Regions from separate parts of the Drosophila melanogaster genome. Here region 2 is linked to region 1. A link is a contact called in public HiChIP or PLAC-seq data. All regions are on one chromosome and are shown on one strand. Each heading gives the region's core, a stretch centred on a gene start, on an enhancer-like site or on the middle of the called end of the contact. The rest is flanking DNA. Distances are from core to core; before and after follow the strand shown.

Region 1 (7,738 bases), core at 1,690-4,189:
CCAAAGTGCAGGAAATATTTTGACACCCAGTCCCGTGCAAGGACACAAAGACAGTTCAATTATGAGCACAAAGGGTTAGGGGTTGCCAAGCAGTTGGAGTTGGAGTTCTGGCCAGCGTAAGCTGGCTTACATAACCCGCCACACAAAGCAAATCGGGACTAAGTCGCTTAGGGAACTGCACAACGTGTTAAGATCCCCTGACATCTGTCGGACCTCTGGGTTTCCGATCCCCACAGCCCTTTCTTATCGCCAGTGCCACATCGCACGGCGTCTCTAAATGCAGCAATTAACTTAAAGGCCACCTCAAGATATCCCTAGCTGCGCAAGGAAGAGAGCTCACTCAAGCGCGGAGTCCAAGTCAGCCTCTAAGTAGTTGCACTTCCGACAATTACTGCACAGCCAGGATCCCGAAGACTGGACATTCCTTCGCTCCTGTGGGGGAGTACTTGTAGTTGAAATGATTGCGGTCAACTCGGGATCGCGTTTCTCAGGGTCATAGCTCGCTAAACATGCCCGCTACTCTTTCTTTCTTTTCCAACCCTCCAGTGCGACATTCTTGGTTTGCTTTTCGTGAGATATCTTTTGGAGGAGTAAAAATCGTGTTCATGACACAGATCCTGTGGGTTTTTTCGTTCTTGTAATAACTGATCATCTAAATATAGGAACAACTTGTGTTTATTTATTGTTTATGCTCTTATTCCTATCAGTATGGATGGCAGATCCCAATTAATTGACGAGTGGCCATTGAACCAAGCGAGGCTTAAAAGGAAATGAACACGGCAAACAGCTCTATAAAACTAGGTAAACATCGATGCGAAACCCACCCAAAACCAAACACCACCCCCCGTTTGCGAGCTCGAAATTAAGAAATTACAATGCGGCGGCACAAAACGTCGCATGGCCAATTAAAATGCATTCGTTTTAGGCCTATCAAAATAGTAGGAACAACTTGCATGAAGCGATAAGCAAATACCAATAAAAAGGACATCGGCTCGGCGGAAAAGTGTGGGATGATACGGCATGGAGCGTCATCTGGCTGATCGGTTCGTGTTGGACAATTTAATGCAATTAGTACGATATGCGATGGTCAGTGTTTTGGGCATCGCTTTTGGTATCGGCACTCCACTCCGTATTCCATATCGGTAATTACATAATTACAGCGCGTGTCCTGCAATCGAAGGGATGTACGGAACGTGTATCCTCTATCCACCCTCTCCTCGGATCAGAAGAAGGTGGCACATGTCATATGCCGCGGCATTCCAGTTTCGATTGCGATTCCGATTTCACTCGGCTGATTAATGATATTATGTAATCCCATTAGGGGCCATTCGGCCTCGGGGCAGTTTGGTGAAAATAGAATCGAACCGAGCCGAACTGAAAAGAAAATGCCTGTGAAATGCAGCCAACCGCAATAATCGCGAACGGTAAAATGCGAAAATCGAAAATCGCAAAAATCGAAAGCAAAACATTAGGCGCTTAATGCGACTTAGCCCAAAATGGGAGGGATCTGGAAATGGACGTGCCAGTGGCAATGGCAGCGAAAGCCAAGAAAACCAGACCAACGACCTACTTCAATGACGATGTGTTAATTTCATTTGATTGACATCTGTCGGGCAGGGCTGTACGACTGCGATCCTCGTTCCCAATCCGGCGGATTCTTCCTTAAAAAAGGAAATGTCCCATCTCTTGACTTGTCATGTAAATCTCAAGGATGTTGTTGCGGCTGGCCAAGCATGACGCATCATATTTTCGGGGATTGCGACTAGGCGAAGGACTTCACGTGACAGGACATTGTCCCGATTGAGCTGTCAGCGGATGACGGCACACAAACCCATAATCAAAATCGAAAAACGGCAGAAAGCAACTTTTTCAGGTCCGAATCTGAAAGAGATAGCCATGTATCCATGTATGACATGTATATGCGATACAAGGACATCCTCCGGGAGAGTCAATGTCAGGACTTTCCTATCCCTCTGCCAAGGGGCAGATGCTAACTTGGCCAGCGCCGGGAAAAGAGCAGCAGCAGCAAAAGAGGAAGACCAAGGGAAGGATTGTAATTTAAGACACTGCCATTTATGACGTTTAAATTTCGCAAATTGTCAAAATTATTGCATTCGATATGCAGCGCACAAAGCGAAGGGAAAATTGTGCAATGAAGCCGACTGCATTTTGCATGCCCTGCCCTTAACCCTTGAGTGAGAATGAGAGTGAGGAGGTACTCTAATCACTCGGAAAATGCCTCCCATCCCCGCCCCTCCTGCGAAATTCTTGAGGAGTGTGTGAAAAATTGATAGACTTGTCATTCGCTCGTCGGTCGTCGTTCGTCGTCCGCCGGCGGGGTGGATTTCCATTGCGCCCGTTGTCCTGTTGTCCTCCTTCTCATAAAGTTGCATAAATGTCAGGCGACTGTCATGACAACCTCTTGTAAACGCCCCATAATTTTTATTATTAATGGACTCGGCCCGCCATAATCGATGAGCTGCTATATCTGCTATATATCCCTTCCATATCTGCCATCGATTTCGCATGCCGAAAAGAGTTGGCAGGGGTTCCAAGGATACCCAGACCTATCCGCTTTGTTTTGTTCCTTAGTAGTCGTGTACTCAGGTCTTGGAGTGAAAGCCTCAAATTCTTTTCTTCAGCTTTGGTGCTTATCCATATAGATAATTCTATTCAAATTATTAACGTTCATATTAAAATTGCAAGTATTCAAGACATATCTAATTCTTTGTGTTATATTCATTTATTTAATTCATTTTATTTGTGTTATATTGCCAGACATGCAATATAATATTTATTCAAAAGTATAACAAATTGTAATTTTACAATTGAAATACTTTTTACATCGTCTTTTTTGTCAAATTTATTTTTGAAGTATTCGATAAGTATTAAATGGATCTTGTCTACGCTAAGCCTAGTAAAGTTTCTGACCCGTAAGTGAGAACAGCCAAATTCGATTGAGCGCTGTCTACATCCAAGTTTCCAACCATGAAAACCCAACAAAGTTTTCCTGATGTAAAATTTTTTTGCGAAGTTCCAACTATAACCAAAAAAAACAAATGTGTCATGATTTTTGGTATAAAAAAATTTTTGTAATAGTCGATGAAATGGGTCGCTAGGTAAGGTAAAACAGTATGTTTTGTATCTGTGCGTCTTGATTTTGGGAAGTTACAACTAAAAAACCAATTAAAAAATCGTTCATTTTGGCAAACAAATGTGTTATGATTTTTACTAACAAAAATGTTCGAATTTTATCCACAACTTTTTTAATAGTCGATCAAATGTGGAATGCCATACCTTGTTCAATCCGTAGCTTAATTTCCTATCTAATGGCATTTCCAGCTAAAAATTTTTAAATTTCACCATTTTTCGGAAAAAAACGTGATGTAACCCCTTATAAAAAAGTGAAAAATTCGCAAAAAATTATTTTTACCAAATTATCTAAAAAATGAAATGGGTCGGTAGGTGAGTTTGTCAGCTGCAAAAAACAGTATGTTTCGTATCTGTGCGCCTTAATTTTGCGAAGTTACAACTAAAAAACCAATTAAAAAATCGTTCATTTTGGCAAACAAATGTGTTATGATTTTTACTAACAAAAATGTTCGAATTTTATCCACAACTTTTTTAATAGTCGATCAAATGTGGAATGCCATACCTTGTTCAATCCGTAGCTTAATTTCCTATCTAATGGCATTTCCAGCTAAAAATTTTTAAATTTCACCATTTTTCGGAAAAAAACGTGATGTAACCCCTTATAAAAAAGTGAAAAATTCGCAAAAAATTATTTTTACCAAATTATCTAAAAAATGAAATGGGTCGGTAGGTGAGTTTGTCAGCTGCAAAAAACAGTATGTTTCGTATCTGTGCGCCTTAATTTTGCGAAGTTACAACTAAAAAACCAATTAAAAAATCGTTCATTTTGACAAACAAATGTGTCATGATTTCTAGTAAAAAAAAATATCAGAATTTTATCCACAACTTTTTTAATAGTCGCTCAAATGTGGAATGCCATACCTTGTTGAATTTGTAGCTTAATTTCCTATCTAGTGGCATTTCCAGCTAAAAATGTTTAAATTTCACCATTTTTCGGAAAAAAACGTGATGTAACCCCTTATAAAAAAGTGAAAAATTCGCAAAAAATTATTTTTACCAAATTATCTAAAAAATGAAATGGGTAGGTAGGTGAGGTTGTCAGCTGCAAAAAACAGTATGTTTCGTATCTGTGCGCCTTAATTTTGCGAAGTTACAACTAAAAAACCAATTAAAAAATCGTTCATTTTGGCAAACAAATGTGTTATGATTTTTACTAACAAAAATGTTCGAATTTTATCCACAACTTTTTTAATAGTCGATCAAATGTGGAATGCCATACCTTGTTAAATTCGTAGCTTAATTTCCTATCTAGTGGCATTTCCAGCTAAAAATTTTTAAATATCACCATTTTTCGGAAAAAACGTGATGTAACCCCTTATAAAAAAGTGAAAAATTCGCAAAAAATTATTTTTACCAAATTATCTAAAAAATGAAATGGGTCGGTAGGTGAGTTTGTCAGCTGCAAAAAACAGTATGTTTCGTATCTGTGCGCCTTAATTTTGCGAAGTTACAACTAAAAAACCAATTAAAAAATCGTTCATTTTGACAAACAAATGTGTCATGATTTCTAGTAAAAAAAATATCAGAATTTTATCCACAACTTTTTTAATAGTCGCTCAAATGTGGAATGCCATACCTTGTTGAATTTGTAGCTTAATTTCCTATCTAGTGGCATTTCCAGCTAAAAATGTTTAAATTTCACCATTTTTCGGAAAAAAACGTGATGTAACCCCTTATAAAAAAGTGAAAAATTCGCAAAAAATTATTTTTACCAAATTATCTAAAAAATGAAATGGGTCGGTAGGTGAGGTTGTCAGCTGCAAAAAACAGTATGTTTCGTATCTGTGCGCCTTAATTTTGCGAAGTTAGAACTAAAAAACCAATTAAAAAATCGTTCATTTTGGCAAACAAATGTGTTATGATTTTTACTAACGAAAATGTTTGAATTTTATCCACAACTTTTTTAATAGTCGCTCAAATGTGGAATGCCATACCTTGTTGAATTTGTAGCTTAATTTCCTATCTAGTGGCATTTCCAGCTAAAAATGTTTAAATTTCACCATTTTTCGGAAAAAAACGTGATGTAACCCCTTATAAAAAAGTGAAAAATTCGCAAAAAATTATTTTTACCAAATTATCTAAAAAATGAAATGGGTAGGTAGGTGAGGTTGTCAGCTGCAAAAAACAGTATGTTTCGTATCTGTGCGCCTTAATTTTGCGAAGTTACAACTAAAAAACCAATTAAAAAATCGTTCATTTTGGCAAGCAAATGTGTTATGATTTTTACTAACAAAAATGTTCGAATTTTATCCACAACTTTTTTAATAGTCGATCAAATGTGGAATGCCATACCTTGTTAAATTCGTAGCTTAATTTCCTATCTAGTGGCATTTCCAGCTAAAAATGTTTAAATTTCACAATTTTTCGGAAAAAAACGTGATGTAACCCCTTATAAAAAAGTGAAAAATTCGCAAAAAATTATTTTTACCAAATTATCTAAAAAATGAAATGGGTCGGTAGGTGAGGTTGTCAGCTGCAAAAAACAGTATGTTTCGTATCTGTGCGCCTTAATTTTGCGAAGTTAGAACTAAAAAACCAATTAAAAAATCGTTAATTTTGGCAAACAAATGTGTTATGATTTTTACTAACAAAAATGTTCGAATTTTATCCACAACTTTTTTAATAGTCGATCAAATGTGGAATGCCATACCTTGTTGAATTTGTAGCTTAATTTCCTATCTAGTGGCATTTCCAGCTAAAAATTTTTAAATATCACCATTTTTCGGAAAAAACGTGATGTAACCCCTTATAAAAAAGTGAAAAATTCGCAAAAAATTATTTTTACCAAATTATCTAAAAAATGAAATGGGTAGGTAGGTGAGGTTGTCAGCTGCAAAAAACAGTATGTTTCGTATCTGTGCGCCTTAATTTTGCGAAGTTAGAACTAAAAAACCAATTAAAAAATCGTTCATTTTGGCAAACAAATGTGTTATGATTTTTACTAACGAAAATGTTTGAATTTTATCCACAACTTTTTTAATAGTCGATCAAATGTGGAATGCCATACCTTGTTAAATTCGTAGCTTAATTTCCCATCTAATGGCATTTCCAGCTAAAAATTTTTAAATTTCACCATTTTTCGGAAAAAAACGTGATGTAACCCCTTATAAAAAAGTGAAAAATTCGCAAAAAATTATTTTTACCAAATTATCTAAAAAATGAAATGGGTAGGTAGGTGAGGTTGTCAGCTGCAAAAAACAGTATGTTTCGTATCTGTGCGCCTTAATTTTGCGAAGTTAGAACTAAAAAACCAATTAAAAAATCGTTCATTTTGGCAAACAAATGTGTTATGATTTTTACCAACAAAAATGTTCGAATTTTATCCACAACTTTTTTAATAGTCGATCAAATGTGGAATGCCATACCTTGTTAAATTCGTAGCTTAATTTCCCATCTAATGGCATTTCCAGCTAAAAATTTTTAAATTTCACCATTTTTCGGAAAAAAACGTGATGTAACCCCTTATAAAAAAGTGAAAAATTCGCAAAAAATTATTTTTACCAAATTATCTAAAAAATGAAATGGGTAGGTAGGTGAGGTTGTCAGCTGCAAAAAACAGTATGTTTCGTATCTGTGCGCCTTAATTTTGCGAAGTTAGAACTAAAAAACCAATTAAAAAATCGTTCATTTTGGCAAACAAATGTGTTATGATTTTTACCAACAAAAATGTTCGAATTTTATCCACAACTTTTTTAATAGTCGCTCAAATGTGGAATGCCATACCTTGTTGAATTTGTAGCTTAATTTCCTATCTAGTGGCATTTCCAGCTAAAAATTTTTAAATATCACCATTTTTCGGAAAAAACGTGATGTAACCCCTTATAAAAAAGTGAAAAATTCGCAAAAAATTATTTTTACCAAATTATCTAAAAAATGAAATGGGTCGGTAGGTGAGTTTGTCAGCTGCAAAAAACAGTATGTTTCGTATCTGTGCGCCTTAATTTTGCGAAGTTACAACTAAAAAACCAATTAAAAAATCGTTCATTTTGACAAACAAATGTGTCATGATTTCTAGTAAAAAAAATATCAGAATTTTATCCACAACTTTTTTAATAGTCGCTCAAATGTGGAATGCCATACCTTGTTGAATTTGTAGCTTAATTTCCTATCTAGTGGCATTTCCAGCTAAAAATGTTTAAATTTCACCATTTTTCGGAAAAAAACGTGATGTAACCCCTTATAAAAAAGTGAAAAATTCGCAAAAAATTATTTTTACCAAATTATCTAAAAAATGAAATGGGTCGGTAGGTGAGGTTGTCAGCTGCAAAAAACAGTATGTTTCGTATCTGTGCGCCTTAATTTTGCGAAGTTACAACTAAAAAACCAATTAAAAAATCGTTCATTTTGACAAACAAATGTGTCATGATTTCTAGTAAAAAAAATATCAGAATTTTATCCACAACTTTTTTAATAGTCGCTCAAATGTGGAATGCCATACCTTGTTGAATTTGTAGCTTAATTTCCTATCTAGTGGCATTTCCAGCTAAAAATTTTTAAATATCGCCATTTTTCGGAAAAAACGTGATGTAACCCCTTATAAAAAAGTGAAAAATTCGCAAAAAATTATTTTTACCAAATTATCTAA
Region 2 (7,738 bases), core at 2,065-4,564, 100 kb after region 1:
CGAACGAACAGAGATCCCAAATCCCAAAAGAGTTCCCATGCAGCAAACTATCAAAAATCAACAACAACTATATGTTGTATCAGCCCGAACCCAAAGGTACAAAATAATATCACATACAAGAAAATCAAGAATCAATCAAACAAAATGACGCAAAATAATCAATAGAACTTACCATTGGCTTCCGGGACTTGGGGTTCAGGTTCTTGTTCTGGTTCAGACTCAGGCTCAGGCTCAGGTTCGGGTTCGGGTTCGGCCTCTGGTTCAGATTCCGGTTCAGGCTCTGGCTCTGGTTCAGGCTCTGGTTCTGGTTCTGGCGCATTAATGCAGCCAGCCTCGTCGGTCTGATCCAGACAATCGATACTTCCATCGCAGCGTTTTTTGAGCTCCAGACACTTATCGTCGCACTTGAACTGATCTTCAGTGCAAACTGAGGCGCGACAAAAAAATTAAAATGAGATGCGAAATAAAATCAAAATTGAATGAAAACAATATAAAAAGCCAAATCAAATGTAAGTGAACGAAAACTAAGTTCTAGAGTGAAAAGTTGTCATGCATAGAGCTGCAAAACGGGAACGACTTGAATCTACATATATTTATTTTGCAGATCCTCGAAAATATACAGAAAATCATATCAGAAAATCTCTAAATAAAGAGTTTTCTATTGTATATGTATCCACTGTTTTGCAGCTCCATTGACGTAAAGACGTTAAGAATTAGAAGAAACATTAAGCTATTTGATGAGCCCCCTTTGGAATGGTTTTTTTTTAGTATGGAGATGTGCGGATCGAACAATGCCAAACGATCGATGATGAGTTGAAAGACCTTTCGTTATGATCTGTTATTAAACTCCCGCGACATTTACCATTTGGATAGTTGCAGTACTCTTCGTCCTCGCCATCGGGACATTGGATCTCTCTATCGCAGCGCATTTCATCGCAAATGGTTTTTCCGCTCCGGGGACAGGTGAAGGTGGCGTCTCCACGACAGCTGGAGTCATCGCTACCAGAGCCCTCAACCTCTTCCTGGGGCAATGTAACATCGATTGCCTCTTCCTCGATATCTGTGAGGTCACAAAGTGGATTAGCTATTGGACATTGAAGTTCTGGTTTCTCCGTTTTTTTTTTCCCAAGACATAAATACAGGATTTCGGACAGAGATCACAGAAATGGAAATAGAGCGAATGGAGCGGATGGCATGAAGCGGCACAACTATTGATGATGAGGGACGTTCACGGAGGTCAAGAGATCACATAGAGGTCACACATACACAAACAGGTCACCATTCAAAGCACAATTACGTAGAGGTCCACTCCGGATGTCACTTTAAACTCAACTCATATTAACGAAATTATTGAAATTTTTGCAATTTTTCTCAACATATAACCGCAGAGGAGAACCAAAATTTGTGTTCTTCACAAGGCTACATGCCTAATTCTAGGAAATACTTTGAACAAAAAAACCAGAGCAGACCCACACTCGTGTTAGCAAATATTAAAAATTATTTTCGCGCTGCGAGCTTTGCCGGGTTAATCACACATGGGGCAATCTCGTAATTTTCGGTTTATCGTTATCCATCGGTGTGTGGACAAACCTTGGGTTTCGGTGGTTGGTTTTCTGTCAAAATCATCGTATCCTGTATTTTGCTCATGGAAGAGAGTAATATGCGGTTCCACAAAGCCCACATCCAAATGTCGAACTGATTCTTCTGTCACTTTTGGGTTTGAACATTGATTGATTTTCAAGGGTTTTCGAGTAGAGAAAGAATTTGGGTATCGTGATTTGTATTGACGGAGTGGGATGCAAACGGATAGAAGAATTATGCTAAGCAGTACGTTTGAAGCCCGAAACAATCAAAATATATATATCGAAACGTACAATGTATCTGCCAGATAATTCTTGTTGCACCTAAAGTGGGCTTCACCAATTTGCATCCGCTACTCCGGGAATTTGAAAGTTAAGGTTGCTACAAGCTGCTACAAGCTACACCAAAGCTACGTCGTAGAAAGTCGCTGAAGAATATAGCTATGGATTTATAGGAACTTACCACTAGATTCAGTGAAGGAAAATACGCCATCGGTAGCGGCGCTCAAGTTTTCGATACGATTATAGACATTCAGTTGCTGCTGCAACTTACTTCCAAAGTCGTTGACCGAAGTGGGCAGCTCTATTCTGAGTTGCACGCGAATTTTGAAGTTATCATTAGTGGGTCTGAAAGATAATCGATTTGATTAGCATAAGCAATATCGAACGAGCTTCGAGGACATGTGCTTGCACTCACTCAACGCGCTCCAGTGTGCTGCGAATTTCCTGCTCCTCGTCATCGTTACCTTCGTAGTTGCTGTGGAAGAAGTTGCGCAGATCATCGTCCAGAAGTTTTTGCAGGTTCTGGAACTGTACGCTTTCTCGATCTCTGTATTCGTTGTCATAAGGTTCGTTAACGACGAAGTAGGTACGATCTAATCGAAAGAGAATAAACACAGTTTTCATTATCAAATATGATCAAATATCATATAGATTACGCTTACAGAGAGTTGTATCCTCCTCGTGATAGCCGGATGCCTCGTTCTCGTCGTAAAGGTCCGATGCCCGCTTGCGAGGATCGGTGGCGCGGTTGAAGACAACATGATTGGTCCGTTTGACCAAGCGCTGTTTCTCCAGTTGTCGCTCCATTCGCATTTGCTTCCAGCGGTTGTGGTCCTCCTTTTGTCTGCGGCGCAGTTCTTTTTGCCGATTAATCGCATCGCGATTCCTTTGCGACCGCTCACGCTGTTGTCGTCGTCCCCGTTCCTGATTGTCGTCGGAACCAAATAAACGGTTTATGGAACGGCGAACGCGATGGACACTCTGGCTGAACCAGTTGCCAGTGGGCAAGTCTTCCTCCTCGGACTTGGTCTCCATGGGCTTCAGTGTCTCATCGACATCGTCCAGTAGGCCGTCGTCAATGTCATCACCCATGAGCTGCCACTCGGAATCGTTGATGCCCTGCAGCGACTCATCATCTGCCAGCATAAAATCTTGGTCATCGCCAAGATTTGAGATTTGCTAAAATGGCAGATACGATTGAATCATATTAGTTCAATAGCCGTGAGTGGATATATGTACAACAAATTCAATTAAATCAAACATTTAAATATTATACCCTATTAATACCGTGCACTTATTTCTTATTAAAGCTGCACAGTTTCCTTCATTTTCCCTTCCCACTGCCGTTTTGGTGCAGCTTTTCTTAATTATTTTCTAGATGTTGCAAAGAAACTTTGTCTTTGGGTTGTTGTCCATGCTAAGCAATGTAAGTGACTGCTAAGGTTTGAGAGCAATTGTGTCTCGGCTAAGGTTTCACCACAGTTACAAAATATAACAGTACTGTTAGTCCAAACATCCATGTGGGCTTGAAAAATGTTATTTTATCTTTAGTAATTATTTTATCGAAGTTTTTTGATCTTAAAAAATCAAAACTTTTGTTCTTAGCACTTAGATCTCAACAAGTCAGCGAAAGTATTATCAAGTTTAAGACTTAGAGCTGTTGTTTTTACAAAGCCTTTTCTAAAACAACTAAGTACAAACCCCCCCTTCCTGGTTTTCACCCACTTCCGATCTATTTCGGTCGACTTTTTAATTGAGCATTGATTTCAAGTGTCAATTCCTCTTCTCTTTCTTTTCGGTAATCGGTTCTGGCTCTATTTTCCCAAACTCTTATTATGTCTTACTTCCCCCACCTACCCACCTATTCTTCTGTTGAGTGGAAGTGTCAGGAAAAACGCGTGCTACGTCATATTTATTGTTGCCTGTGCTGATAAAAAGCACTTGCCCCGCATGTTCAACATGTGCCACACGCACACAATACAGCCCCGCCTCTTTTAGCCAGGCCACCGCCCCATTTCGACGTACCCACGCCCCTGATCCCCTCAAGAAAGATCATATCTGGCCACGAAATCGATGTTCGATGCTTTTCCTTGCCCCAGAAAAAACTTTTCTTTTGCTCAGCTCTTCTTCCCACGTTAGTTAATACTAACTATTTTAGTTTCTTTATTTCAAATTCAGTTGATTACTTTTCAAAATTTCTAACTGAAAACCGATTTTACCCCACCGAATGTAGACATTTCGTGGAGCAAAGAACCGCCGACTGACTAAGTCGTGATTTTTCGCAGTGTGATAAATGGTATGTGGGCCAAATGTGCATGGCCCGAGCACCTTCTATCCTCTTATCGAAATGCTTCGATAAACTAAAAAGATAATGGAAAGACATAGGGAATGGCAGATAGCATATATATGTAGGTGGGAAAAAAAAGGTGGAAACATATGGAATGGAGTACTTTCGTTTCAACAGAATAATTCAAGTATTCAGTTCGGTAGAAATATCAATAGAGTCAACCTTACTTCACACACTGATGTACATTTTGATGCCATTTCATCAGCATCTTTATTTACATACAAAATACGTACGTAACTTGCTTAAAATCAAAGTTGAAACAACTTCAGTGACAAATTTCGCCGGATTGTTTGGGTTTCATTGTTGTTTTGAGTTTTAAGTGTTGTCTGCGCTGTGTCTGGTTTCATTTTTTCGGATGTCTGGTTGCCCGGCGGGGTGGAAACTGGGTTGCTTCGTGTGATTTTTTGGCCAAACGTCTGGGCTGCCTTATGAAGCTGCATAGTCACGTGCCACGACTTTGGAGTTGGCCATGTTTCCTGGCAAGTTTGCGCTTGTTTGGTGTGTGTTACACATAATAATAATGCTGCTGAAATCAGGTCTTAGCTATCGACATCACGATACAGAACGCCGTCAATCGATTTGCGGGCACATAAATTATTAACTTGAATGATTAGCTTCAACTTTTAAAAATAATGAACATTTTGATGTGTTCTCAACCTTTAAATCTCATTCCGATCACCAGCCGATTCCAGACCCATGAGAATGGGAAGGGGTTGGGATGGGATGAGTTGGCATCTGCTGCCCGTTTATAGCCCCCCATTTTAGATGGCCAGTCCGAATGCTTGACACAGATTCCTGGCGTTTATTGTGATTACTCGAGCTGTTCGCTAATGCAAAAACCAGCATGGCCTGATCACTACAGTGGCTGCCAAACTGTACCGCCCACCGAGCCAATCAAATGTACAGTGAATTTAGAATGCAATACCTTGCTTCGTTTATATTCCAAAGTGGGCTATAATCTGCATATATATTCACTTATACACTTGCTTAGTAAAAGTAAATACTTAACATAGCTTCCTTTCATTTTGTATTATTTAAGTTGCATGTAGGCAGTAACAAATGCATTGCATCTTTTGCGGCCGCCACTGTATAAATGCCATATGCAATCCCAAATGAGTGTCGAAATGAATTATTACGCATACGCAACGTGCGAACGGCGAAAATAAATAAATACGCTGGCGTGGAAACAATGAGAAATGTTATTTATTTGCCCGCCCAATTAGATGACAACAACGCAGTGTCCTTGATCCCATTTCTGTGAAATGCATCTGCATGTGCATGTGCATCTGTATGTGCTAGATGCAACTGCATCTAGATTTATGCAAGTGAAAAAAGAAGGGGATAAGAAGAAAGGCAGAGGAGGAAAATAAGCAGACAGAATGCCTGGCCACTGTCAATTGTCTCAACTTGTTGCTCGCGTTTGTGTTTGTGGCCAGCCACCAAGTGGGTCAGTTTGGGGCGGAAGGTCGCGATTTGCACCACCCACACCAGCTACATCAGCCACACAAGCCACAACACACCCGTCATGAAATCAGTGTGCGTGCATTGAACCCCCAAATGGACAAGGCATTTTTTTTTTTAACCTTTTTGGCTTTTCTGTACTTTTGCCTGCCGGGCCTCATTTCCTGCAAGACAAATTACACATCGAGACCATGGCCACTCCCCCTTTTTGGCCAGTCATAAATTTGGCGCACATATGTGTGCTGGCAATTTATTTTCATCATGTTCAAAAATCGCAGCAGACAACCAGCCAATTCTCGTTAAATCGATCGCAAACACATCGAGAAATATTTCCCTCCGCCTTCGGGCGGCAAAAGCCGAAAGAAAAAGTTATTGACTAACTGACTGACTGACTGACTGACTGCGCACATTTTGTGGCCAAAAGGCACGCCAGACGGTGGGCGGTTGTCCTGAGGGCGTGGCATGACTCGCCGTCCACAATAGACCCCATGAAAATGAAAAGCAAACAGCATGGATATAGGATGCAGGCCATCCTCCTTTGTGCTCCACTATATATGTTCCAATTGGTTTTGAAATTTTCAAGATCCATATATATAAATACTCGAATACTTCAATTTTAAAAGAACTAAAATAATTTAATATTTAGCCATATTACTATTTTACCAAATGGTAACCATAATTCCGCCGCAAAGAGTATTGCGAATTAGACAGAATGAGACACTGTCTCTGCTAGGAACACATGTGTGCCAGAAGCCAACTTTATGCTTTGGCCACAATTATCCCAGAAAATCGAAGCAGGGGCAATGGAAATGGTACTGGGAACTGGAACTGGAGGAGGTGGAGGAGGAGGAGGAAAAGTTGGGGCAGGAAATTTGGGAGGTGGAAACATGTGAAAATTTGATTAAAAACTAGCGTCAAGGTAATTGCCCGGCGAACACAGACAAACGAAATTCCTTTTCCTCCCTGAAAGAAGTAACCAGAAAATTGCGCATACGCCGTGTGGTTGCGGCGAGGTGGCGATGTGAAGATGGTGACGTTGGATGTGGAAAGTGCATCGAGTGACATCAAGCCGAAGAATCTAGGTATGTGGAGCAAGTGCAAAGCAATTGACGCCGTAATCCTCCGCCTAGAGAAGATTGCGCCGTCAATCATCATTGCAAGATTGCGAGCCAGAGATTCCGATTCCGCTGGGAGCGACCGACCTGGCTGCCCGGGAACTTGGGGACTTGTGGACTTGGGTACCCACATTTATATGCAGCTGAAGATTCCGATTCCGATCCCGAGTGCCCGCTCACAGCAGGAAATATTTAGCGCTGCGCTCTTGTGTATCATGATGTGCTTAATTAAACTGTACGTTTCAGCAATTGCTTTGATTTAATTAGTTTTACCCCATATCCATATCGTTCTCCGTGGGCGTCAATGGAACTCGGCCAACTCGGATGATTGTCATCCTTTGATTTACCCACACGCAGATTTTGCCCTGTATATTACTCGAGGGTTTGTATTAATGGAAAAGTGTGAAAATCCCATTAGTTTCAACTACGTTTTCCACTGCAACAATTTGTTTAACCTTTGGCTGTGGGGATTGGTCGATTTGCGGAGGGGGGGGGGGGGTGGTTTGGATTCCTGGCCCCACTGACTTTCAGCTAATTCTCCCATGGAAGCCTTTCATTTCGCTGACATAAACAAATAATTCAATTCAGCTGCCGCGCTGATTGCCACTAGGAACTGACCTGTTGTTTTTATTCCTATTGTTATTATTTACTCTGGGCAAAGATCTCGGACTGAACCCATGAACCAACCACCTGCTCATCCAGAATCTCTGGATGTGGAATGCACTTACAATGGGGAGGAAATTAGATTTCGCAAAACAATGGGTGTATGTATGTTCTGAGTGCTATTCAGGTGCTATTTCAATGTTCGCCCTTTAAATATACATACATATATGCACAAACACCCCATTTGGTTTCGCAGCATACCCATTACAGGGTATCTGCACTGACACCTGCTCCAGCTTTGATTTGTTGTGGCCTTTGTGCGGTGGCAAGAAGCAGGCTAAAGTTCAGCT

Evidence for each region. HiChIP or PLAC-seq counts read pairs in DNA pulled down with a chosen protein or histone mark.
Region 2: a CP190 HiChIP or PLAC-seq map of the Kc167 cell line shows a contact between it and region 1, with 2.2 times the contacts expected there. The contact joins two enhancer-like sites.

Annotation. Positions count from the first base shown.
Region 1 is chrX:2,416,767-2,424,504 of dm6, forward strand. No RefSeq gene overlaps it. Among named protein-coding and RNA genes, the nearest start is that of CG32797, 5.2 kb to the right of the region's middle. Within about 2 kb of position 2,940, at least 28 of the 39 cell types and tissues checked have an H3K27ac peak or open chromatin away from gene starts, as enhancers often do. A contact at or near this core is called in the Kc167 cell line, where this site is marked.
Region 2 is chrX:2,521,362-2,529,099 of dm6, forward strand. trol (terribly reduced optic lobes) reads right to left here. Exons shown (of 38, transcript NM_001297896.2): 3 at 2,525-3,041; 4 at 2,278-2,455; 5 at 2,044-2,207; 6 at 863-1,060; 7 at 173-427. Among named protein-coding and RNA genes, the nearest start is that of mir-4955, 20 kb to the right of the region's middle. Within about 2 kb of position 3,315, at least 19 of the 39 cell types and tissues checked have an H3K27ac peak or open chromatin away from gene starts, as enhancers often do. A contact at or near this core is called in the Kc167 cell line, where this site is marked.